Regions from separate parts of the Hordeum vulgare genome. Here region 1 is linked to region 2. The links are chromatin contacts, called in public Hi-C maps. All regions are on one chromosome and are shown on one strand. The core of a region is the stretch at or near the end of the contact, and the rest is flanking DNA. Distances in the headings are between cores, read along the strand shown. Region 1 holds the start of LOC123408301 (type II inositol polyphosphate 5-phosphatase 15-like). Region 2 has its middle 91 kb from the start of LOC123408301.

The links. Hi-C and Micro-C count contacts between places; a contact is called where the count stands out from the background.
Region 1: a contact with region 2 is called in a Hi-C map of seedling, with 5 times the contacts expected there. The contact joins the promoter of LOC123408301 here to the enhancer-like site in region 2. A contact is called at or near these places in 3 of 6 Hi-C or Micro-C datasets (leaf and seedling) and 1 of 1 datasets of contacts at active chromatin or transcription factors (embryo).

Annotation. Positions count from the first base shown.
Region 1 is chr7H:192,483,475-192,489,587 of MorexV3_pseudomolecules_assembly, reverse strand. It overlaps LOC123408301 (type II inositol polyphosphate 5-phosphatase 15-like), which reads right to left and starts at 3,044. Exons shown (of 11, transcript XM_045101436.1): 1 at 1,830-3,044; 2 at 503-755; 3 at 1-409. The coding sequence starts at 2,688.
Region 2 is chr7H:192,393,236-192,398,775 of MorexV3_pseudomolecules_assembly, reverse strand. No RefSeq gene overlaps it. Among protein-coding and RNA genes, the nearest start is that of LOC123408301, 91 kb to the left of the region's middle. Within about 2 kb of position 3,840, at least 3 of the 3 cell types and tissues checked have open chromatin away from gene starts, as enhancers often do. A contact at or near this core is called in leaf and seedling, where this site is marked.

The DNA.
Region 1 (6,113 bases), core at 1,795-4,294, 92 kb before region 2:
GCCCACCCACACCTTTTCTCCCAGTGCCTTTATGCATTGAACAGAAGAATTATGATAACTGAACTCTTTTAGCCAATTCCCATTTCCATCCCACATAATAATCGAGCCATCTGTGCAACCTGACCAAATTGCTCCATCCATTGCTTGAGCCACTGCTTCTGTTCGACGGTTATCTTCGACGAATGTTCCTTTAGTTGCAACTCTGCGTACTGCACCGCCTGCCCCAATCAAGGCATTCCAAGATTTCTGTAAGAAGGTGAAAGAGCCTTGGTTTTTCTCCTTCTTTGTGGGTTTTACTTTGATTTCTTCCTCTATAAATTGTTCTGGCATCACTAGTGGCTCTAAACGAGCTGACTCCACTTGGCCGTCCATGCCAAATACTTTTAACAACTCTCTTGTCCGAGCATCCCTATACAAAGTATATCAAAAAATTAGTTCCAATCGGCCATGGGTTAATGAAGTTGAGAAATTGATGTGATGGCATTTATACTTAAAATCGTACCAAATAGCAAACGTCATGCTAGTTAGACTCCAAACTTTCGCTCGACAATGGTCCGCAAGCATGTGTTTCACATCAGTAGTGGGCAAAGAGAACATGTTACCAACTGTGACATAGTTTCTAAGGTCAATATACGCATTTTCGACCATTAAAGAAGCCATATATTTTTCTTCTGGTGTTAGTGAGAGGGACTTAGCAATGGTATCCCAGGGCCATGCCTTTATAACACCCGCTTCGGTGCCTGACCATATTTCACCTGTTTCCAAGAGATTGAAATGAAACATATCAATTTGAGATTACTTTTCACTCATTTTTAGTTCAAATTTAGATTCGCAACTCTTATCTGCAACAAGAGAGATGCATGAATGTCAAAACTTGTAACACAGCCTAGTGACTCAGATATCAATGCCTCGAAAATGCTTGAATCAAATCGGAGGAGGCCAAAAAGGGAAACCTATACTTTTGTTTTGATGTGAAATAAACTGCATATAATAACTAAACTAATAATACTAAAATATTCCCTACATACATAGGTTTCAGAGTAGTCAATCAAGAGTCATATCCCCGCAAAACAGAAATCAAGAGACATATGGTCATAAGAATCTACAATTAAGGAATACTGATTTAGCTTACTGGCATCAGTTATCTAGGGTATGAGAGTCGAGCATTTCACAAGCTAGTTCTTTTCAGAAGATGGAAGAGGAACTAGAGGATAAATGAATCGCTTTCAGTTGTAATAAGGGCTTACTTTCGTCAGCTTAATTCTGTTAGCTATTCACTCTTATTACACTGGTTTTCTCAGGTTGTAGCAAGAGCGAGGCACTAGGTGTGCTTTATGTAACCAGGCTGTGACATCAAGCTTGTTTTAATTTTCTGTAAATAACCTGATTGATGATTAACATCAACGTGGTTGGACATGCTTGTTCCATTATTATGAGGAAAGGATAGAAACAGGATGTCCGTCAGTATGGGGAAAAGTTAATTTTATTCTTTATAAGAAAGGCTAACTCTACCGTCCAAAACTTCTCCAGCCTAAAGTACAAAGGTGTAAATGTGCCAAAAGTGCTATTGCCAAGTTAGGACTTGGCAGTGATGTAAAATTAGCTAATGTGAGCATTTCGCGGTCACGTAAAATCGTCTAAATTGTGCATTTCCAGTTATCTTACCAGATTGTGCTCATGGCTCATATACAGTAGTATTGTTCATTGTTTTTTATATAGCTCACAATTCGTGCCGAATGGTCCTCGTATCTTTGCTTTTGCTCAAAGCAGCCGTTGAAAACCAAAATTGCTAAAATTGCTAGGGGTGAACAAGGAAGCGAGCTTCTCACCGTATGATGTGACGACCATGGAGAGCACCGGGGTGCGGCTGTGCGCCTGCCACGACAGGGCCTCCTTGAACATGGGCGCATTCTCGCCACCATCCGCTGCAGCCGCCGGCGCCGCGGCGAGGTCCATGCGCCACGCCCGGATCCTCCCGTCCTTGTGGCCCGTCCACACGAGCTTGTTCGCGCTGTCCAACGCGACGCAGAGCGCTGGCGGCGCGGGCACGGACTCCGTGAACGGCGCGGTCTCCTCGTCTCCCCGGCGCGCCCCCGCGACGCTCCCGGCGAACAGCTCGTCGAGGCCCCACACCCGAACCCCGGACTCGGTCCCTGCCCACAGCTGGCGAAGCTGCGGCTCGCACGCGAGCGTCCGCAGGAAGGAGCACACCTGCGTTTCCCGCGGCGGGTGGGGCCGCACCTCGAGCGCCGGCGGGCGGCCAGGGTGCATGGCTGCGCGCAGCGGCACGCGGAAGATGCCCTCGCCCCCGCCCGCGCCGACGAACTCCTGCAGTGCGCCCCTGCCGGCCGCGCCCCCGTGCTCCGACGTCGCCACGGCCCGCTCCAGCGTCACCGCGCCGGCGCCGGGGCCGCCGCTGAAGGAGGCGGCGTGTAGGTACATGGACTCGCCGCCGCGGCTGTGGCGGTGGTGGGGCGGGAGCTGGTGGGGGTACGACACGCTGCGCGCGGGGTCGTGGCGGTGCGCCGAGGCGGAGGCGATGGGGTCGTCGTCGAGGCTGTGCGAGCTGAGCGCGGCGTGGCGCGCGTACGCCGCCTGCGCCACCGCGTCCCGCGAGAGCGGCTGGCTGTAGGATATCCCCTTCCGCTGCGGCGCCAGCGCCCGCTCCCGCTCGTCGTCGGGCTCCATGACGGCTCAACCTCGCGTCCGCTTGCGCGCGCTCCCGGTTGGGCCGGCGGCGATTCGAGCTCGGGCGCGCCCGTGAGGCGGAGACGGCGGGAGAGGAGAGGAGGAGCGCCGCGCCGTGGAGGCAAGGGGACTCCGGAGCTGGTGTGACAGTGTGCGGGAAGGCTGTTTGTTTCTGGTTATATGGGTGGATGCCTCGTGGGCCGGGACCACGGCGGGTCCATAGGGAGGCAGTGGGAAAGTGGGGGCGTGGGGAAGCTCCTCTCGCCGTGATGTTGGAAGCTCCTCTCGCCGTGATGTTGGAAGCGGCCCGAAGAGGGAGGTTGGTGCTGCCCTGAAAGCTACGGCTTTCCCAAATGGATCAGGGTCAACTGTGTTGGGAAAGGAGAATTCTTCTAGGGGATTGACAAATTGATTTGGTGTGCAACTTGATGACAGCCATTCGAATAGGTATATATATATATACTGTATTTGCTATTCAGTCTGCAGATAACGCTCTAACCCCCTAATCTCGTACCCCGTGTCGCCCCCTCCCTTGGGGGTGAACCCTAGTGCCGTCGCCAACGGCTCCCCCAATCTCCTCCCCTCCCTCGTCGTTGTCGAAACCTTGTGTCGGACAAGCCCTCGTGATGGGGCATGTGTTGCTCCGCCCTTGCGACTCGGCGCGGAGGGCCCTATATCTGAAGTGAGGCGACTCCGTTCGACGAGGCACTACGGGCGCGTTTGGTTGCCTGCATGAGGCCTAACCAGGCCCGCGCGGGAAGAAAGCGGACTGTTTGGTTAGCTGCATACACTGTTGGGCCTACATGGCACGATGTTTAAAGCACTCCTGGGCTTGGCTCCCTGGGAACGCTCGAATCGGCAGTTTCTCCAGGGCCAGGTCCGAGCGGTGCACGTGGGCTGCGGCGGTTGCAAGCGCGCGGCCACTCTCGAGTAGCCGCGTTGCTTCCCGAAGCGTCGGCAGTTATTAGCCCCAGCGCCCCTCACCGCTCCCTCTCCCCACTCTCCCAACTCTCACCGACGGCGGTGGATCGGAGGAGAGCAAGAAGACCACCGGACTCCATCATCGGCGAGCAGATCATCACCTGGCCCGCGGCAATGGTGGTAAGCACTTTTCTGTTCGTCATGCACTACTTTTTTGCGTTCGATCCGGCGGTAGATTCGATCCACGCAGAGAGGGGAATGGGGAATAGAGGTAGATAAGGATGGCACTTCATACTAGTTCATACGAGTTCATACTAGTTCATGCAAGATCGGAATGGAGGTAGATGCGGATCGAGTAGAAGGGGAATTGGGGGATTGGGAGTACACAACAGACACTGGCTAACCGCGGCGGACGTTGAGGCGTACAGAGCGGCGGCTCAAGTGGCTAGCCTTCATTTTCTTGTCCATCACCGTGCGGGGCGGCGGGTCATCGTCGTCCTCGGTGGAGTCGAGGTCGATCTGCCAGCTACAACGGCCTGCCTCCCACGCCCTGACTGGCATCTGCACCGGTTCTTCCTCCTCCTTAGGCTCCCCACCGATGACCGCCGGTGGCACGATTGTTGTCTCCCAGTACACTGCGGCACGGCGGTTATTAGGAGTCGAGTAGTTCTTGTACTTGGACCACCTCTTCCTTTGTTTAGCGTCGTCAGAGACGGCCTGATTCATGGCCCAGCGAATGATGTTAACTGCCACCATGCCCTTCGCTGGGTTAGGAATCAGCGTCTTCAACTCTTGTGCAGTGGCTCTTGAAAGTGCGTTATATCGACTAGAGGGGGTGAATAGGAGATTTTTAGAATTTCATCACTGAGGAAATTCCTTTTGAGGAAATTCCTCACTGATGACTAACTTACAGCGGAAACAGTAAAGGATCAGGAGTACAAAGTTTCACTACAGCAGTTTTTCAGTATGAGGAATGTGAAAACAGATTGCATAGTGAGCAGGCACGAAGAAAACAGATGAGGAATAACTAGCGTGAAGAATTTGGGGTTGAGGAAATTTAGAGAAAGTCTTCAGGAAATTCTTCAAACAGTGACAGTGAAAATCATCAACACATAATCTGAGGAATGTAAAGAGTTGAGGAATTAGAACCCGTTTCACGGCGAAGACAGTAGTTGATGACCCAGTTCCAACTGTTGTGACAGTTGTACATCTGGTTTGGAGCGGCTTGGTATTGAAACCAAAAGACACACAGTCCCGGGACACACAGTCCCTACCGTATTCTCCTTGGGCTAAGAACACACAGTCCTCGCCCAACACTCGTGGTAAGTCTTCAGGGAAGACTTCCAAACCCTCACAAACTTGGTCACCCGGCGATCCACAATTGACTGCTGGATTGCTCTAGACCATGACGCCTAACCATCTGGAGGATGCACAGTCCTCAAAGGTAAAGGGCTTCAGTCCCACACAGGAACAACTTCTTCAATGATGCTCAATCACTTGGTTTTCGGTTTGTGGTTTGGTGTTTGGGGTATTTCCTCACTCATGAATTACTCTCGAAGACTCTGAGGAATTTGGGTTGTTCTTATGACAAGTGTCAGTTTCTAACGGAGCAGCCAACCAGCTAATGGTTGTGGGGGTGGCTATTTATAGCCTGGGAGCATACCGACATGATTTGACACTAATGCCCTTAAATGATATGACCGTTGGTGTGGATAAGACCAATGATGTGGGGGGGGGGGCTATCGAAACGGTCGGGACCCTCAACTGTGAGAGTCCTCATGTCACTCATATTCCTCACTTGAGGCTTTTGGTAGGATTAGGCTTGGGTTGAGCGCATCATGAGGAAATTCATTCCAATGTGTTACCTCAACCCCCTTTAACAGTACGGTGTTCCTATTACTCAAGTGTGAAGAAAACAAAACAGAAAGAGTAAATCTTCATGCTTCAAAGTCTTCAGAATGATTTTCTTCAGGACACACCGAATTCCTCAATTTCTATATCTTCATGAGGAATATCAATTTCATCGCAAATTCTTCACGATTCAAATCTTCAGCTTCAGACCAATTTCTTCAACCGAAGATATACATTTTTAGGGGTCGATATTCATCGAATATTTCAAACTCCTCAGCGACTTATAGATCCTGTGTACACTCATGAACACATTAGATACTTATCCTATAAGTCTTCATACCACCAAAATCACTAAGGGGCACTAGATGCACTTACAATCTCCCCCTTTTTGGTGGTTGATGACAATTAGGTTAAGTCTTCAACAGGGATAAAAAATATGAAGTGTAAATACTCATTTGAGGAATTTGAAATCAAGATTCAGAGAGACTCCCCCTGAAGATGTGCATATCTTGAGGATTTTGCTTTTCACAACAAATGCACATTGATGATTTATATCATGGAGATCTCCCCCTGAGTCTTGTAAATCATGCATACATATGACTTATAGTATGAAGAAATTGAAGATGCATGATGACAAATGGTATCTGACGAAT
Region 2 (5,540 bases), core at 2,591-5,090:
CCGCCGATGCCCACGCGGGTCCACCTTGGGGAGCGGGGAGGGGGAGCTCCATTCTAATATAGTCTTGCATAAACAAAGTGGGCGATACTTTGAGATGGCTTGTGGATTAAGTACTTTGGGTTTTAGATTTTTTTAGTCAACCTCAAGTCAAAACCTTATTTGCACAACTTGATTAATCTTACCGCCATTTACAGTTATCCATCTGATGTTAGGTTTTGCATTACCCATCTCATGTGAGTTCCACCGATAATAAGAATGTGAGAGAGACATAAGTAGAAATCAAACCTTTCTTGATCGCTCCTAGCTCTCCATACCAAAGGCTAGGGGTCTTTCCTGCCTCCCGTCGGCTCCGTCATCGGTCTATCTTGTCTTATGTGGTCTTTGGGCCATGGAGGCGTGGTGGATCCCGGTCTTCGCCAACGAGAGGGCTCCGTTTTTGGTGTATTTTGTATTTTGTTAGAGTTTGTGTCCTACTCAGAGATGCAGGGCGGAGGCGGCTCTTTGTAGATGGAATAATGTCCTCCCCGCATAGCCCCCGTTTCGATGGTGTTCATAGCATCGCTAGAGGGTGTGTGGAGGTTTGTCTCTCGCGGATCTCATGGGATTCGATCGGCGTTTGTCTTTGGTGGATTCATATGGATCCGGTCTTCGTTCGCCTTTGTTCATGTGTCTACAGGTTGGATACTTCCGTTCTAATCTTCTCTTCATCAGCGGCAGTTGTTGTTCTGGTGTGCTGGTCCTATTGAGCCTTAGCACGACGACTTCCCGACTGTCTACTATAACAAGGTATGTCCGTCTCCGATGACGGAGGGGCGATGATGGCGGCACGCCTTCGATTCGCTTCAATGCTTGTAGTCGTCGCTAGGTGGTCTATGGATGTGAATGTTTTTTTCTACTTTTGGTGTTCTTTGTACTATCTTGGTAGTTGACAAATAGATTGAAAGTTTTTCTTGCAAAAAAGAAAAAGAAATCAAACCTTCCTTTTTGAACAGAGTTTAGACACAAGCCTTCATATAAACACACACATGCTCCATATAAACACACATACACTCATCCGTATGAACGCATACACGCACACCTTACCTCTATGAGCATCTTCGAAAGACTGAGGCGACATATCATTTTAAGATTTGCGAAGTCTCGTAGACGGCTTGTCGTCGAGGAAAACGTCTACTGTTTACTGAATACACATCTACAATAAATTTAAAATAAATTTATAAATAATACGAACATCAAAATTTAAACCTTAACAAACTGAGGATACAACCATCCATCAAGTCACGGGTTAGTTCATAAACCCGAACCTTTTGTAAAGCATGTGGGCAACGATCACATTACTTTATTTATGTACCCACAAAAACCAAAGATAACCAGTCTAGATCATACCGCATCTGCCTACATTGTCACCTCGATCGCTTGATCAGTACACATGTAAGCTGTCACGGTAGCTGAAAGCCTGGAACATACACATAGGTTGGCTGCTATATAAGCTCATCGTTTTCTTTTACAGGTAGGTTCATGCCACGGTCTCGTAGGCCGGGTCTAGTCACGCCCTTGGTACGAGCACCGAGGGGGACCCGATCGCCCATTTCGTGGTGGGCACGCACGACGGTCCGTTTATTAACCTTTTCCTCCCGCCCCCTCTTCTTTCGGTTGCGCACGATGATGGACCTGGGTACACGGGCTGGATCTTATTATCTTAACAGATGTCCACGATCTTCTTCGGCAATCGGTAAGTTTAACGTAATGTAATCGCCGTCAAATCGTCCTAGTCGGGAGGCGGTGCAGGTGCCGGCCAACATAAAGGCATGGGATTACGACCTGCATGCTTCCCCGGATCGCTTCTATCCCAAGGGAAAGAAGAGAGCATTGTCAAAAGTAGCATGACTTCATCGTACACAAGAGGCACGGCATAGATAGGCATCAGTCACATGGTTGCATCGTGACCACACAGCAGTGGGTTGGCTGCCTGGCTGGCTGGCTTTCTAGCCGAGAGAAGATCTGATCCGGTCCCTAGTGGCAAATCGTCGCGCACTAGCGTCTACAGCCAGCCAACTTTTTTTTACCACGAAGTGCACCCCTTTGTGCTTCTGACTTACCAATTTACCATCTACTCCCTCCTTTCTTAAATATAAGTCTTTAAAGATGTTTCATTAGTGGATTACATACGGATGTATATAGAAATACTCTCTCCGTTCCTAAATATAAGACCTTTTAGAGATTGCACTATGAATTACATATGGATGTACATAGACATATTTTAAAGTATAGATTCACTCATTTTGCTCCGTATGTAGTCTTCTAGTGAAATCTCTAAAAGGTCTTATATTTTGGAACGGAGGGAGTACTTTAGAGTGTAGATTCACTCATTTTGCTTCGTATGTAGACTTTTAATGAAATATCTTAAAAGACTTATATTTAAAAACGGAGGGAGTACTCACTCGTGGTCAGAGGTTTCTGTGGTGCGCTGCATGTGGTCGCTTGTGCTATTATTTGAGCTGCCTATATATGACGTTGTATTGACGTGAGGAAGATGGTGGCATTATTATTGGGCAGCGCGGCAGATGTACAGCTATTCAGTGTCCAACATCATTCTTATTTTTGTAACAAGGACAGTGTTACGGAAATACTCCCTCCGTTCTAAAATATAAGACCTTTTAGGTATTTCACTAGGAGACTACGTACGGAGGAAAATGCGTGAATCTATACTTTAAAATATGTTTATGTACATCCGTATGTAGTTTATAGTACAATCTCTAAAAGGTTAGAAACGGAAGAAGTACATTGCAATGAGGAATGTTGTAAAAATACTTTGCAACAAAATTTATGTTTTTTGTAATATGAGTGTTGTTGCGGGAATTAAATTGCAACACAAATAATGTTACAAAAAATATTTATCGTTTATTTGGTCTTTATTTTTTTAACACATACGTTGCGGAAGATAATTTTACAACACACGTAACGTTATAGAAAAAAAATAAACATATGTACATTGAGAAGGGCGGCGGATTGCTCGCGTGCGATCCGTCAGTTGAAGGCAAAAGTTTCTCTTCTTTATTTACTTTTTTGTGGAAAAGATGGTTGGCATTATTGAGTGATGATTTATGCAAGAGCGTACGCCCGCTCACATCAATCAATCACCTGGGAATTAAATAGAAGTATCTTGAAAATAATTATAGTTGTCTCTTCAAATAATGCTGCTCGAAATGTTTCTCGGTCCCGTTGGGTTCACGTCCACAGACCGCCGACGCGCGTGACAGCGCATGGTCCGTTGAGTTGGGTTGGATCGAGCAATCGGGATCTCTCCCTGGTCTCCTCTGCACGCCAAAAGAGAAACGAAAGAAGTGCATGAGTGAATGAGAAGCAACACCTAAGAGCGTCTACAGTGGAACGTTGTGCATGGAAGGAACACCACCGTTGCGCCGCGTCGTAGACTTAAGCAATAGAAGTGAGTCAGCTGGCTATAAGAAATAAAGTAATATATTTTTATTTAGTTAGAGGAAAGAGAAGAGGAGAAAAAAGGTAAGCGGACTCTTAGCTAAGAGCCAGCTCTAGCACGTGCTCCTAGGCATTTTATGAGTATGAAAGATGAACCATATAATAAAAAATAATACACTTTTACAATGAACTATTGTACATGTTGACTATAAGATGTGCTATAGATGACATGACAATGGCTTATAGCGAGCAGCTGGCTATACCATTGTACTTGCCCTAACAACGATATCTTAACCGGCGTTCGACAGCGGAGCGTTTTTGTATCCGGCCGTAGCTCAGCCCTAGGCGTGCCGGCCTAGACATAGGCCGAGGAATCACCCGGACGTGTCTCGCACAGACGGCAAAGGGGGAAGCCCCATCACTTGACCCGATCGACTACCCGACGACCAGCAATAGGGAGCGATATGCCTAGCTGATTGTAGACTCTGATACAAATGAACCCTCACGTTTAAATTCTTGAAGTTGATACCCTGTACTTATCGATCTTGGTTAATCTAAACCCTAAATGGATCCTATACCTGTGTGCAAGGACAATCCCGGTCAGGATCGGTCGCTTCTCTTACTGTCCACATGGGCCCACATGTCCTCAATCTGCCTTTCTTCTATCTCCTAGCCTCCATCTTCTTTCCTCGAGAATAGTCAAGGCGCAGTGGCAGCGGATAACTGACGACCCTGACAAGAACTTCGAGCTAAGAACAACTTCTTTCCTCGCTTCCGCTGCCGGCTCAGAACAGCTCCAGACCGACGTCATGCTAAGCTGCTGCAAAATCAATCCAGCAGCTTGCTTAGCTAGCTTTGCACTTGTACGTGACTTGCTTCTTATGGGATACGAGCTAGAGATTTAAAACCAACAAGCTGTGCTGCATGCCCATCACGGTGAAGACGCAGGCGTACGCGAGGTTCGGCGGTAGCACTGGTCACTGGACCTTGAGCTCGCGCGCAACGGCGCAAGCCCAGCTTCAGATCGCTGCAGCATCGTGAACTAGGCGACTCCATTCTCCTCTCCCTGATGTCGTTCGTCCACCTTACTCTGTGTTTTCGGCCTGGGCGACACGACCGAGATAGCGGCAGCGGATAAGGACTTGAGTCCCATACGGTGCACGATGACGTTGGGAGCAACAGGGGTCTCATCTGACCAGTGGTCGTGCTTTGGCGCTGGATGCAGCGTCTGGGGCAGATGCAAATTGGAAGATGGAAGATGGGTATGATGTATGGGCCCGGGTGGTCAGTGACAGCGGAGACTGATCCCGTTCGGGATTGTTATTTTTCCAGTGCGCCAAATGGATCTGGGGTTTATAATAACCGGGATCAATAATTATAGGATATAGATTTCAGGTATTTAGATGTGAAGGTTCATTTCCGTCGTGCTCTACAACCTCAAGGTTAAAAACAGACTTCACTCATCGCCTAACAGATGTACGGCGCCACCGCGCCACCACCACGTACGAGGTACGGCAGAGACGGCACGAGCCTTGCTGTTGCTGCCTCAGCCGTGCGCCGCGGCACGGTACGGTGCCGGGCGGCAGCGAGACTGACCCGAGGGACGTACCTATCGTCGCCGCCCGAAGCTGTAGCTCTAGCCAACGGAAGCGAGAGCGTCGCCCTCGGCTCGCCGTCTCGCGGGCGGCAGGATGAGGAGGTGGGTGGAGCGGTCCCAACTACCCGCGCCACCTGGTGCCGCACGGGCCACTCGACCGCCCCCGCCCACAGGCGACGGCGACGGGGAGCGCCCGCGTTTTGTCTGCTGCAATCGACAACGCACGGCTCAGCGCCCGCGCGCGCTGTGGGTTCCAGGATTCGGATGGCACTTGTTTTCTAATTTTACCCTGATTTGAGGATGTCACTTTGTCTCTCTCGCGGGCAGCACCGGCTTCGTCACCAGGCGTCTCCCGTGTCGTTTGCATTGCCTTGTTTGGTGACCGCCGGTCGCATGTACAAACACACGGCGGCCTTGTGCGGGGATACGATGGCGGCGTAGCGTGATCGATCTATGCGAGTATACAACTTCGTTCAATGGAGACTCCTGTATCGTTCATACGTCC